Linked DNA regions of Mus musculus: all the other regions are linked to region 1. A link is a contact called in public promoter capture Hi-C data. All regions are on one chromosome and are shown on one strand. The core of a region is the stretch at or near the end of the contact, and the rest is flanking DNA. Distances in the headings are between cores, read along the strand shown. Region 1 holds the start of Inpp5a (inositol polyphosphate-5-phosphatase A). Region 2 holds the start of Pidd1 (p53 induced death domain protein 1). Region 3 holds the start of Ebf3 (early B cell factor 3). Region 4 holds the start of Gatd1 (glutamine amidotransferase like class 1 domain containing 1).

Region 1 (2,788 bases), core at 251-2,750:
CCAGCCTGCTCCAGGGAGCTCCCAGTGCCCCAGGCCTCAGCTCCCTTCTGCCTCCCAGAGGAGAAGAAAGCCCAGGGTTCCAGGGTGGGACTGGAGAAGCCGTTCTACAAGATAAAGGCCTTTGGCATCATTTTTGGCCTTGAAGAGCTTTTCAGCACCTTCTCATTTAGTAAACAGGAATATAAAGTCCCCCAAGGCTTGAAGAGAGCTACCTCATTTGAGAACTAGTGCTATTGCAAGTTACATGGCAAAATGAGGTGCCTCACGCCTCAGGCCCCTCAGAAGACAAGACCAAGGGATGGGATATAGGTACCAGGACTCAGATGATGGAGCTCAAGGTTTGGGACTGAGGTCTATTGGGAGGAAGGTTCGGGGATGGGAGATGGGGTGTAGAATTAGAGGCAGGGACCTCACTCTGGGGCCAAGAGTAGGTGTAGGATCTGAGGTTTTAGGGTAGAGACTCAGAGTTCAGGGTCAGTGTGGTATGGGTTGAGAGGAACAGGACCAAAATTTTTGAAAGCTGGGTTTCTGGAACCAGAAATCAGACTTGGGGGATCAGAGTCAGAGACTGGGGGCCAGGGGGTGAATCAGAAAACCTGGGGTCAGCGTATGCTTGGGTTTGGAAGCCAGGACATCCAAGTATCAGGATTCTGGGTCAAAATTCCAGGTCAGTACTTGTGGCTCTGGAGTTCCAAGGCAGGAAAAAGATAGGGATTTGCTGTCTTGGGAGCAAAGCAAGGAACCAGCATCAGGATTCAAGGATCTGGACTGAGTCTGGGTTCCTGTAGTATGGGTTAAGACAGGGGTTCAAAAACTGAGTCTTCGAGTTTGGCCTCGGGTACCAGAAAAGCGGTGTTAAGGTCCCGAGTGTGTAGCTGGAAGTTTCCTGGCCTAGGGTACCCCCCTGCTATGGGGTCAGGGTCTGTCTGGGGCTTGGGAAAATCCTGGTCGGAGTCTCCAGCTGTGGGTAGGGGGCATCAGAGTCACACGTCCCAAAGACAACTGGCCCGGAGTCCGCGGCTATAGAAGACGCTGTAGGGGCCGGAATTTAGGGTCTCCAACTGAAAATGGGGATGTCAGGGTCCCGGGCTGGGAGACTCCTAGCCCGTAACCGCCCCTCCCTAGCCGACGGCGCGGCACTTACGTCGTCGAAGAGCGAGCCCACGTTGGCCGTGACCAGCAGGACCGCGGTGCCGGGGGCGGCCGCCTTCCCCGCCATGGTGCCCGGGCGGAGCGGGCTCTGGACTGGGTGGCGGCGGCCGCTTCCTGCGGGGCCGGTAGGGCTGGGGTCTCGCGGGGCCGCGGGGCGTCAGCTGCGCCGGGGGACAGCACAGGGGCGCATCGCGGGCTTGGCGGGTCGGACCGGGCCTGGCCGGGGCTCCAGCCTCGCGGTCGCGGCTCTTCGCTGCTCCGCGGCCCCGCGCCCGCTCGCCGCCGCGCCTCACAGCGGCCCGCGCGCAGCCATTAGACCCGCCGGGAAAGTTCCCGCAGCCGCCGCCGCCGACTCCGGCTGGGACAAGTCCCGCCCCACAGGAGGTGGGACCCTAGAAGGCGGGGCTGTCGGTCGCGCCGGGGGTGGGGCCTCCCTATGGGGCGGGGCCTGCACACAATCTACAGACTTGGGTCTTAGGCTCCCTGGCTCCGGGTCCACTGGAAGGGCGGGTTCTCGAGCCTGAGTCAGGCTGGGGGTGGGGTTTGTGCAGGGGCGGGCCTGCTCACAGGAGCTAAGCCTAGGGTGGGGCGGAGCCAACACCAGATGGAGGAGGGGAGAGGCGGGCATATGGGGCATTCCTGTCAGTCAGGCCCCTGAGTCCTCCCCTGGCTTTGCCCCGCCCTGCCGCGGTTACGCGCATATTCCACCCTCCACTCCCATGACGTCACGACCCTGTTACCAAAGCGCTTCTTAAAGGAGCCGCGAGTTTGGACGACTACAGCCCGCCTTCTTGTTGGGAGCCCTGGAGATCCTTGGAACCTCTGTCCTGGCCCCCCATCCCCCCCCCCCGATGTGGAACCGGTCTTCAGCCTGGGTCCAGGCCCTCGCCGGTACGGGGAGTCTGACGTAGGCGGACCGTGGGAGGGAGCAGGGCCACGGAGAATTAAGGAGGAGCCTCCTCCAGTCCCAGCTCTGGGTCTGCAAAGAGTGGGTCTGCAGATCAAGTGTATGGGATTTTGCAATTTCCTAACACGTCCACCCAGTTCCTTATATAGGACTTTGCTTACAAAACAGAAAGCTGTTGGCATCCAAAAACAGAAAACTAATAAATCCTTTTAAGAAGCAAGCGTATTGATGTACTCCTGTAATCCCAGTACTCGGAAGTTGTGGCAGGATTGCTATGAGTTCGAGGCCAACCTGAACTCATAGCAACCTAAACTAGCTTGAGACCATACCCCGCCCCTCCCACCTAAAAAAGAAAAAGTTCAGATTAGGTGTTTGGATAGCCAGCTGTGGCCCCCATGCCACACCCAAGGACAGTTCCCAAGGTGGGGGATGTGGTCAGTCCGGGAATTTTAGCCACCAGAGAGAGCTGGAGGTGGGGGGCAGGGAGGTATGCTAGTTAGAAGAACAGAATCAGTCCTACATGTAGAAGGAATCAAGAAATTTCTCTGAGATAGAGTCAGTTGTTCCTGGAGGTGGGACGGGGCTGGTAGGGAACATATAGTGAGCTGGGTAACCCTTGCTAGTCTAGGCCTCCAGAAAGCCCTGTCCAGTGGGGCTGCTGCGCTGTAGCCTGCGAGGAGGCATCCAAAGAAACAGTACTACAGACATACTAGAACCCTGTTTGCAACG
Region 2 (2,700 bases), core at 112-2,611, 2.1 Mb before region 1:
TTTTTGGTTTTTCGAGACAGGGTTTCTCTGTGTAGCCCTGGCTGTCCTGGCACTCACTTTGTAGACCAGGCTGGCCTCCAACTCAGAAATTCGCCTGCCTCTGCCTCCCAAGTGCTGGGATTAAAGGTGTGTGCCATCACTGCCCGGCTGTGATTTTTTTTTTTTTAACTGTAAAATAATACCCAAAATAGCTGGAGAGATGGCTCAATGGTGAAGAGCTCATTTGCAGATTAAAGGCAAATACCACCATGCTCATTAATATAAACTTAAGGAATATTCCTAGGATGATTGCTTTTGAGACAGGTCTTGCTGTGCAGCCCGGGGCAGCAGTTCTCCCATCTCAGAAAGGCACTGCACTTGAGGTGAGCACAATTAGACTAAGCCCCTGGGGCTGGTTTTTATAAAGCACCATCTGGCACCTTTATGGAAACAGTGAGAAAGAGGCAGGTGCTAGAATGGAAGCAGAGAGGCCTTGCAGGAAGCTTGCCCATCACTTAGACTGTAGAACAGTCACTTGGTCATTTCCAGTCCACCAGCTCCACTGAGGATTCTGGGTGTTGGCTTCAATATTAATCAACTAAAGGACTTAGGCAAGTTCTTTTTTGGTTTTTCTAGACAGGGTTTCTCTGTATAGCCCTGGTTGTTCTGGAACTCACTTTGTAGACCAGGCTGGCCTCGAACTCCCGAGTGCTGGGATTAAAGAAGTGCCCACCACGCCCAGCAGGCAAGAACTTCTATCTCAAGTTTGTTTGTGTTGAGACCCACCTAAGTCAGGGAGGAAAAGCCAGGCAACTCACTGCCTAGGTAGGGAGTTGGCCCACAGTAATGATCAATGGTTAGCTCCAATAAGCTGGACTTCACTGCAAAGCCTGAGATGGAAGTCCTGGAGACTCTGAGTCTCAACCTTCCTAATGCTTTGACAGTTCCCATGATGTGGTGACCCCAACCATGAAATTATTCCTGCTACTTCATCACTGTAATTTTGCTAGTTATGAATCACAGTGTAAATATCTTTTGGAGATATAAGTTTGTCAAAGGGGTCGCGACCTACAGACTGAGAACTACTTTCCTAGAGCGGTTCCCCCCAGGAAGCCAGCATTCAAGGTTCTAGCTTCTAGCAAGGAGTGTGACAATACTCTGTTAACCCAAAATTCCTGTCTTAGAATGCACTTGAGACCCAGACTATGCAGTGCCACCACAGGTCTGGGGTTGCAGAGATCTGAAAGTGTAAGTTTTCCTGCGGGTCACCGGCTTCCCTTAGTGCGAACAACAGAAAAGGAAGGAGCCATAAGAACCTCGGAGAATTCCTACTGGCTAGCCCGGAGGGGCGGAGCCCGACGGGTGGCCCGCCCGGAAGCGCGCCGGCGGGAAGGCAGCACAGAGCGCGCCTAGACTGGCGGGGAGATCAGCGTGGCAGGTACTCAATGGGAGGCGGGAAGTTTGCTCCAGAGGCGGGACCAAAGCGATTCCTCACCTACCGAGACCCCCTCTGCTTTCCCCATTTGACGGAGGTGTGAATTGGGAATTGTGGCTCAAGAGTGTCTACTAGGGACCGCGATATGGGACCCTAGCACAAGAACCCCAAAGTCCTCTTGGCTCCCCTTCGCACTGTTTACTGACCCTCTCGGGCACAGTGAACGTCTGCAGTGGAAGAAGGTTCTGGGTTCTCCCCATGCATTTGGGTGTGAAGATAGAAAGTGTGTCCTTATTTCCAGAGCCCTGTAGGGATCAGGGATCACTTGGGCAGATTCCAGAATTGAGGTGGAAACCCTCTCCTTGTCCTTGATCTAAGCAGAGTTCTCCAAGCTATGCTGTTCAGAGTCGCCCTGCCTGGTGCCCCTCCCAGGCAGAAGGATCCAGCACAGATGCAAGCCGTAGGGCTGCAGTGACCACTCCACTCACTACCCCTTGTGCCCAGGGTTCTTGGGCTGGTGGTCTCAAGAGCTCCCGGGTTTCCAAGCTGAGTTATTGTTGCTCTGACCTGGAGGGGGAGCTGGTCCCCTACAGCCTACTCCTCCCCCTGCTTCTCCAGCTTCTATCAGCCTTGCCTAAGCAGGCTTGCTTGGCAAGCTGGGACATGTCTGGTCCCCGAGGACCTTCCATGGGTGATGGCTGCAGTGTTGGAGGGGCAGGAGCCGGAGGAAACTGCAGCTGCTGCAGAGGATGCTGCAACATCCACCTTGGAGGCTGTGGATGCCGGGCCTGGAGCACCTTTTCTCCCGGCTGGGAACCAGTTGAACTTGGACCTACGCCCAGGGGGCTGCCATCGGCTACAGTACCTGTGTTCCCAGCAGCCCCCACAGCTGCTGCAAGTGGAGTTTTTGCGGCTCAGCACCCATGAGGACCCTCAGCTGCTGGATGACACCCTAGCCAAGGTTCCGTGGAGTCTGCTGCGCCTTCGCTCCCTGGTCCTCAAAGGTGAGTACCCTTGCTCCTTCCTGACCCTGTCCTCATCTCTGTCCAGCTTTGACTCTACTTCTTGGACACAAAGGCCATCCTTGTCCCAGCCCTAACTCCAAACCTCTCTTCTCCCCGCACATCAGGTGTGAACCCCTACCCCACAACTGTCCCTTGTCCTTAGCCCTATCACCTTCCTCCCCCAAAGTGAGGCTCGCTGGGCTCTGTCTCCTGAGCCTAGAACCCTGAATGTGCCCAGCCGGGTCTCTGTAGATCCCAGTTTTCCTGGGGTGATGCTGTCAG
Region 3 (2,784 bases), core at 239-2,738, 2.1 Mb after region 1:
TCACTTATCTTTGGCAATAGTCATTAACCCCCAACACCAGCAAAATAGATTGCTTTCCAGCACATCTTTTCTCTCACCCCTTCCAAGTAGCGTGTGGGGGGTCCCCAGATAACGTAAATCGGACTTCGATTTTCCCGATTAATTAAAATATTAACGCACACACACCACCAATTCACAAAAAAAGGAAGAGCTACCCCAGGCCCGGCGGGAAGAGGCTGCCCTGCGACACTTGCGCCCAGAAACCTTTTCTTTTTCTTCTTCTTTTAAAACCAGAAGGGCCTTATTTCTCGTGGCAGGAAAGAGCCTGGGACATCTCCAGGTCGTCCCTTGGGCCTCTGTCGCGCGTCGCACAGATCTCCTTTGGGTGGGCCGAGCGCCTGGGAACCGAATCCGGGCCTCCCGAGCTGGGCCTCCGAGCCCACGCGCTGCCGGCTCCCAGCTGCCCTCCCGGTTCCTCGAAACCAGGTCGGGAAGCCGCAGGGCGCGCGCTCACCCAGGCTGGGAGGCGCAGAGGGCAGGGTCCCTGGCGCCCGCAGTGTCTGCTCTGCTTTTCAGGCGGTTGGAGGTGGGGAGATCTGGCCACCGCACGGACCATGTAACAGGCTGGACACCAGCTCCGGGTCGCCGGAGAGGCTGAGCGCTCTTTCCGTCGGCCCAGAGAGGGCCCAGCCTTCTTTGTCACTGCCGCACCCAAGAACAGGCCAGGGACCCGAAACTCCTGTGGCCACCGGAGGGAGAGGGGGCATCTGGAGGAACCTGTCTCCGACGTGGACCCCGGCCCTGTATTCAGCAGGCTTTGCCGGGGTAGAAAGCATGGGACACCCAGCGGGGCTCAGATGTGGGCACACTGGCCCTTCAGCAGCCTTAGGTCTGCCTAGAAATCAGACTGAGCTGCGCCTCTTGCCCTGGTGGCGGCAGGGAGTGTGGATCCCTAGAAGGGGCATTAGGTACCCTCTTCTCCCAGCCCCTTGTTGTCCCTCCCTCTCCTGGAATCTCCTCCCGCGCGCCTTTCCAGCCTCTTCCTGCTGTTCTCTTTGGGACACCCCAGAGCCAGTGCTGCCCTGGTATTTATTGCATGCGTGTGGGCGACTTGGGGCGCTCCTCCTCCGACCCACGGTGTTTTGACTGTGTGGCAGGTCTTGTGGGCAGGTATAACGGGCCAAGCAGCACTTATGCACTGGCTGCGCTCGCTTCTTTGCGAGATTTATTTGAGCGGGTGGTAACTTCCTCGGCCGCGGCTGGGCTTGTGGAGCCGTGGCGCGTGGCCGGGGGCGGTGGTGGCGCTCGGTGGCGCTCGGAGGCGGCGGGGCTCGCTGGGCTCGCGGGGCTCGGGCCGGCTCGCGGCGCCGTCAGGCAGTCAGTCGGCGAGCGCGGCGGCGGCGGCGGCGAGGGGCGCGGCGAGGGGCGGCCGCTCCCATATATGGCGCAGGCGCCGCCCCCCGACGTCACCCTCTGACAGCGCCGCTCCCGGGGGCTTCGAGTTTTGGCTCCCGGGAAAGGGTCCATTCCTCGGGGAGAGAGGGCTGAGTTTTGTGCGCCTCCGTCCGCTGCGCGCGCCGCTCCAGGCCCCGCCGCGCCCCGCCTGCGCCCGGGACTGCGCCGCGGCACTCACTGCCCCGTTTATTTGTCTTTGGAGCAGGCGGGCCGCGCCAGAAGCGGGCGATCCCGCAGTGTCCTGCAGCCGCGGACGCCGCCTGGCTAGGATGACACCACGTTGAGCGCGCCTGCAAACAACAACAACAACAAGCGCCGCCGCGGCCACCGCGTCCACCGCGCCCTGCTCCTCCGAAGCGTCGCGTCGCCACCGGTGCAGCCCGCCCGCGTCCCCGGCCGTCCGCAGCGCCCGGCCGCCGGTGTATGCGGCGCCTGCCCGGGACGGGCTGAAGCCGGCGGCGGGCCGCACCGCAGGCGCCGAGCAGGGCCAGGGCGGCCAGGGCAGCCTCCTGCCGCCGAGCCCCGAGCGCCGCCGACCGCGGACGCGCTTTCGGCCGGGAGTCGCGGCCGCCGCCAGCAGTGTTCATGTTTGGGATTCAGGAGAATATTCCGCGCGGGGGGACGACCATGAAGGAGGAGCCGCTGGGCAGCGGCATGAACCCGGTGCGCTCGTGGATGCACACGGCAGGCGTGGTGGACGCCAACACGGCCGCCCAGAGGTACGTACCGGCCGCCCCCGCGCGCCTTGGCCCCGGCCCGGCCCGGCCCCCTCCTCCGGCCAGCGCCGCGCTGCTCACCGGGCCGCTGTCCCTTTCCTCCTGCAGCGGCGTGGGGCTGGCGCGGGCGCACTTCGAGAAGCAGCCTCCTTCCAACCTCCGGAAATCCAATTTCTTCCACTTCGTGCTGGCGCTCTACGACAGGCAGGGGCAGCCGGTGGAGATCGAAAGGACCGCTTTTGTGGACTTTGTGGAGAAAGAGAAAGTAAGTGTACACCGGCGATCGCACCCTCCCTCTCCAGGAGTAGGGGGCAGTTGGTGCCCGCGCATGGGGTCCGAGTGCCCCCCTCGGTGGCGGGAGCGCTCCGCCGGGCGACCCCGCCGCCACGTGCGGTCGCACAGGCCCCGCCAAGGGCCGAACAACTTCTCTGTGCCCTCGGACTCACTGGGGGCGAGGGGGAACGCTGGGCTTGCGGCAGGAAAAGTGACATCACCGCGTAGCTGCGAGCCAGGAATCCTGCCTGCAGCGTGTGAGGCCGAGGGGCCTCGGTCCTGGAGGGGGACCGAGCGCGGTGACCGCGCCAGACGCGGCCACGCTAAATGCAATTATTTATCGTTGCTTTCAGGAGCCGAA
Region 4 (2,700 bases), core at 40-2,539, 2.0 Mb before region 1:
AGACTTTTATGCAAATGTTTAATCCTTTCCACCTAGTAAAAGCTTTGTTTACCCAAAGGTGTATTTCTCTATACTAGCCTGGAACAGTGATTCTCCTTCAGTCAGGGACTGCTTTCCCCTCCTCCATTTCTTGTATGTTGAGTCTTTCCCGACTAGTTAATAAGATTGTGAGGTCGGACTCCAGTCAGTGGGCAAAAGAAACAGCCACCACCTGAGTTAAAACAAAATCAAATGCTCTTCCTGTCTTGGGGTGCTGTTCACCATTTTCTCCAGCACACTCTTCCTCAAGGGTAAAATTTGCCCTGTCTATACATTTCCCTGGAATGGTAGTCTCTTTACAAAATTATATCTAATACCTGGGCGTTGAATTCAATATAAATACTTTTCTCCACAAGACTCAAGCTTACTGCTGGCTCTGCCACTTCTGGTGCCTTAATGTTACTCTGGAGGCAGCACAAAGGTGGAACTGTGTGAGTATGTGGACACTAGCCAATCTGACCCCTTCAATTTCAGGGTTTCATGTCAATAGATGGGGATTTAATAAGGATGGCTAGTCAAGCTTGTGGCTTGTGAATCTTCAAAAGTCGCCACTCAGACAACACACAATCCTGGGCTCCAGGTTCCTTTTCCTAAGCCCCAGCAGGAGTCCCACAGAAGTAAATCGCTTTAGATACAGGTTGGCCTCCCCAATCTGGTCTTTTCCTCAGGAAACTCAACAGAACCTCCAGAGGCGTCCACAGCTCAGGAAGTGACATTCCATCCTCTATAGGAACATACAAAACTCAACCGACCCAGGTATCTTCTGGATCTTCACAAACCGGCAGAGGAAGACCCGCCCACATACGACCCAACTCTGTGCCCCTCACCCTGTCCGCCCGACCGGTCATCGCTCCCTGACACACTTAGCCAGGCTCAACTTTCGGGCAAAGGCCCAAGGCGTAGTAGCTCTGTGGTAGACTCGGACTCGGAAACATCTACCCGGCCCACTGGGTTTAATTGATGTGCCCTAGGGCCACAAGTCTGTACCGGTGGCTTCCAATCAGGAAACGACCACTCAGGGACCCAGGGCGTATCCTCCCCCGCCTCCGCCTCCAACCCCCGCCCCGCTCCGCCCCGCTCCGCCCCCGCTCAGTCCCCGCCCCTCGCATGCTTGCCACTCAACCACTACCCCATGCGCATGCGCAAACTGCCCCCATCTTCACTCAATTTCCGCGTTGTTTCTCCCACCCCACCTTGCACCCTGCCGGCGAGCCCCGCCCTTCGTGCCTCACGCATGCGCATTCCGCTCTCTGCAGGCGAGCCCCGCCCCGCCCCATCCCTCGCACAAATATCCGCCTGGGCTGTAGCCATGGCGTCCGAGCGGCTGCCAAGCAGGCCTGCGTGTCTCCTGGTGGCCAGCGGCGCTTCCGAAGGTGAGGCGCGCAGGGCAGCTGTGTAGCTCACTGGCCTGCAGTCCTGACTCTGGGCAAACGTTTGTGTTTGTGGAGTTGAGATTCTGGGACCCTGCATCTGTTTCTCTGGCGCAGGCCTACTATGTTGTCTGCGCTGGCAGACAGGGACGGTCAGCGGCTGCAGAGATGACCCTGCCCCCGAGTGAGCCGCAGGGGCTTGGTACTCTCTCTGCCCGTGTTTTCTGCCTCTCTGTTACCCCCTATCTTGGGTTTATCTTCGTGCACCTCCAGGAAGCGATCCTGAAAGAGGTTGCTCGAAAGAGCTGCATAAAAGGGACCCTCACGCAGAAGGGGTCTGTTGGCTTCATGTTCCAACTGCCCGGTGTGTGTCAGGGGCGCTGGGCAGATGATTACTTCACGGGTCCTTAGGGAACCGACTGGCCCGAGATAGTCTCTGTGGGGAGGTGGAGCCCAGGGCTGCGGCCCGGGGTTTCCCTCTGGATTCCTATAGACCTCTGCAAGTGGGTGTGAGCGCGAGGGTACGTCGGGATCTTGGACTGATGAATTTCTGGGTTCCACACTGAAGCGTCCCAGGTGAGGGTGGGAGGGGCCTGAGGGTGCTGCTCCTCCCTGGAATAGAGGTAAAAGAGAATCTACAGCAGCTCCTAGGTAGGCCTTCCTTGAGAGTCGGAAAGTGAGGGATTGAGAAGCTAAAAATTATCTTTAATCCCAGCACTCAGGAGGCAGAGGCAGATGGATCTCCAGGAGTTTGAGCCCGTCTGGAACTTATATAGCAAGTTCCAGGCTAGCAGGAGTACACAGTGAGGTCTGACTCAAAATATTAACCAAAACAAAATCCACAAGCCAAAAGCCTAGTGTCAGAGTTGGAGGCAGGAGGATAGAGAGGGCAATGGCTACATGAGATGCTGTCTTTAAAAAAATGCTAGGGGGCTGGTGAGAAGGCTCAGCGGATAAGAACACTGACTGCTCTTCCGAAGGTCCTGAGTTCAAATCCCAACAACCTCACAACCATCCTTAACAAGATCTGACTCCCTCTTCTGGAGTGTCTTAAGACCCACAGGGTGTCTTAAGACCAGGATGGGAGAGAGCAACCATTTGGTCTGAAGACAGCTACAATGTACTTATTTATAATAACAAATAAACCTTTGGACTGGAGTGAGCAGAGGTCCTAAATTCAATTCTCAACAACCAGATGAAGGCTCACAACCATCTGTACAGCTTCAGTGTGTACTCATATACATAAAGTAAATAAATAAATCTTTTAAAAAGTGCTAGGATCAAAGGTGTG

What was found. Promoter capture Hi-C pulls out the DNA fragments that hold promoters and counts their contacts.
Region 2: a promoter capture Hi-C map of pre-B cells shows a contact between it and region 1, with 4 times the contacts expected there. The contact joins the promoter of Pidd1 here to the promoter of Inpp5a in region 1. A contact is called at or near these places in 2 of 39 promoter capture datasets (pre-B cells and second pharyngeal arch cranial neural crest).
Region 3: a promoter capture Hi-C map of pre-B cells shows a contact between it and region 1, with 2.1 times the contacts expected there. The contact joins the promoter of Ebf3 here to the promoter of Inpp5a in region 1. A contact is called at or near these places in 2 of 39 promoter capture datasets (embryonic stem cells and pre-B cells).
Region 4: a contact with region 1 is called in a promoter capture Hi-C map of pre-B cells, with 8 times the contacts expected there. The contact joins the promoter of Gatd1 here to the promoter of Inpp5a in region 1. A contact is called at or near these places in 2 of 39 promoter capture datasets (cranial neural crest and pre-B cells).

What each region holds. Positions count from the first base shown.
Region 1 is chr7:139,387,821-139,390,608 of GRCm38.p6, reverse strand. Inpp5a (inositol polyphosphate-5-phosphatase A) reads right to left here and starts at 1,500. Exons shown (of 16, transcript NM_001127363.1): 1 at 1,145-1,500. The coding sequence starts at 1,219. Gm46004 (a long non-coding RNA gene) reads left to right here and starts at 1,462. Exons shown (of 2, transcript XR_001778314.2): 1 at 1,462-2,043.
Region 2 is chr7:141,442,686-141,445,385 of GRCm38.p6, reverse strand. Pidd1 (p53 induced death domain protein 1) reads left to right here and starts at 1,361. Exons shown (of 16, transcript NM_022654.2): 1 at 1,361-1,417; 2 at 2,033-2,418. The coding sequence starts at 2,109.
Region 3 is chr7:137,313,149-137,315,932 of GRCm38.p6, reverse strand. Ebf3 (early B cell factor 3) reads left to right here and starts at 1,488. Exons shown (of 16, transcript NM_001113414.1): 1 at 1,488-2,153; 2 at 2,259-2,415; 3 at 2,777-2,784. The coding sequence starts at 2,020.
Region 4 is chr7:141,412,714-141,415,413 of GRCm38.p6, reverse strand. It overlaps Gatd1 (glutamine amidotransferase like class 1 domain containing 1), which reads left to right and starts at 1,289. Exons shown (of 8, transcript NM_172116.4): 1 at 1,289-1,412. The coding sequence starts at 1,349.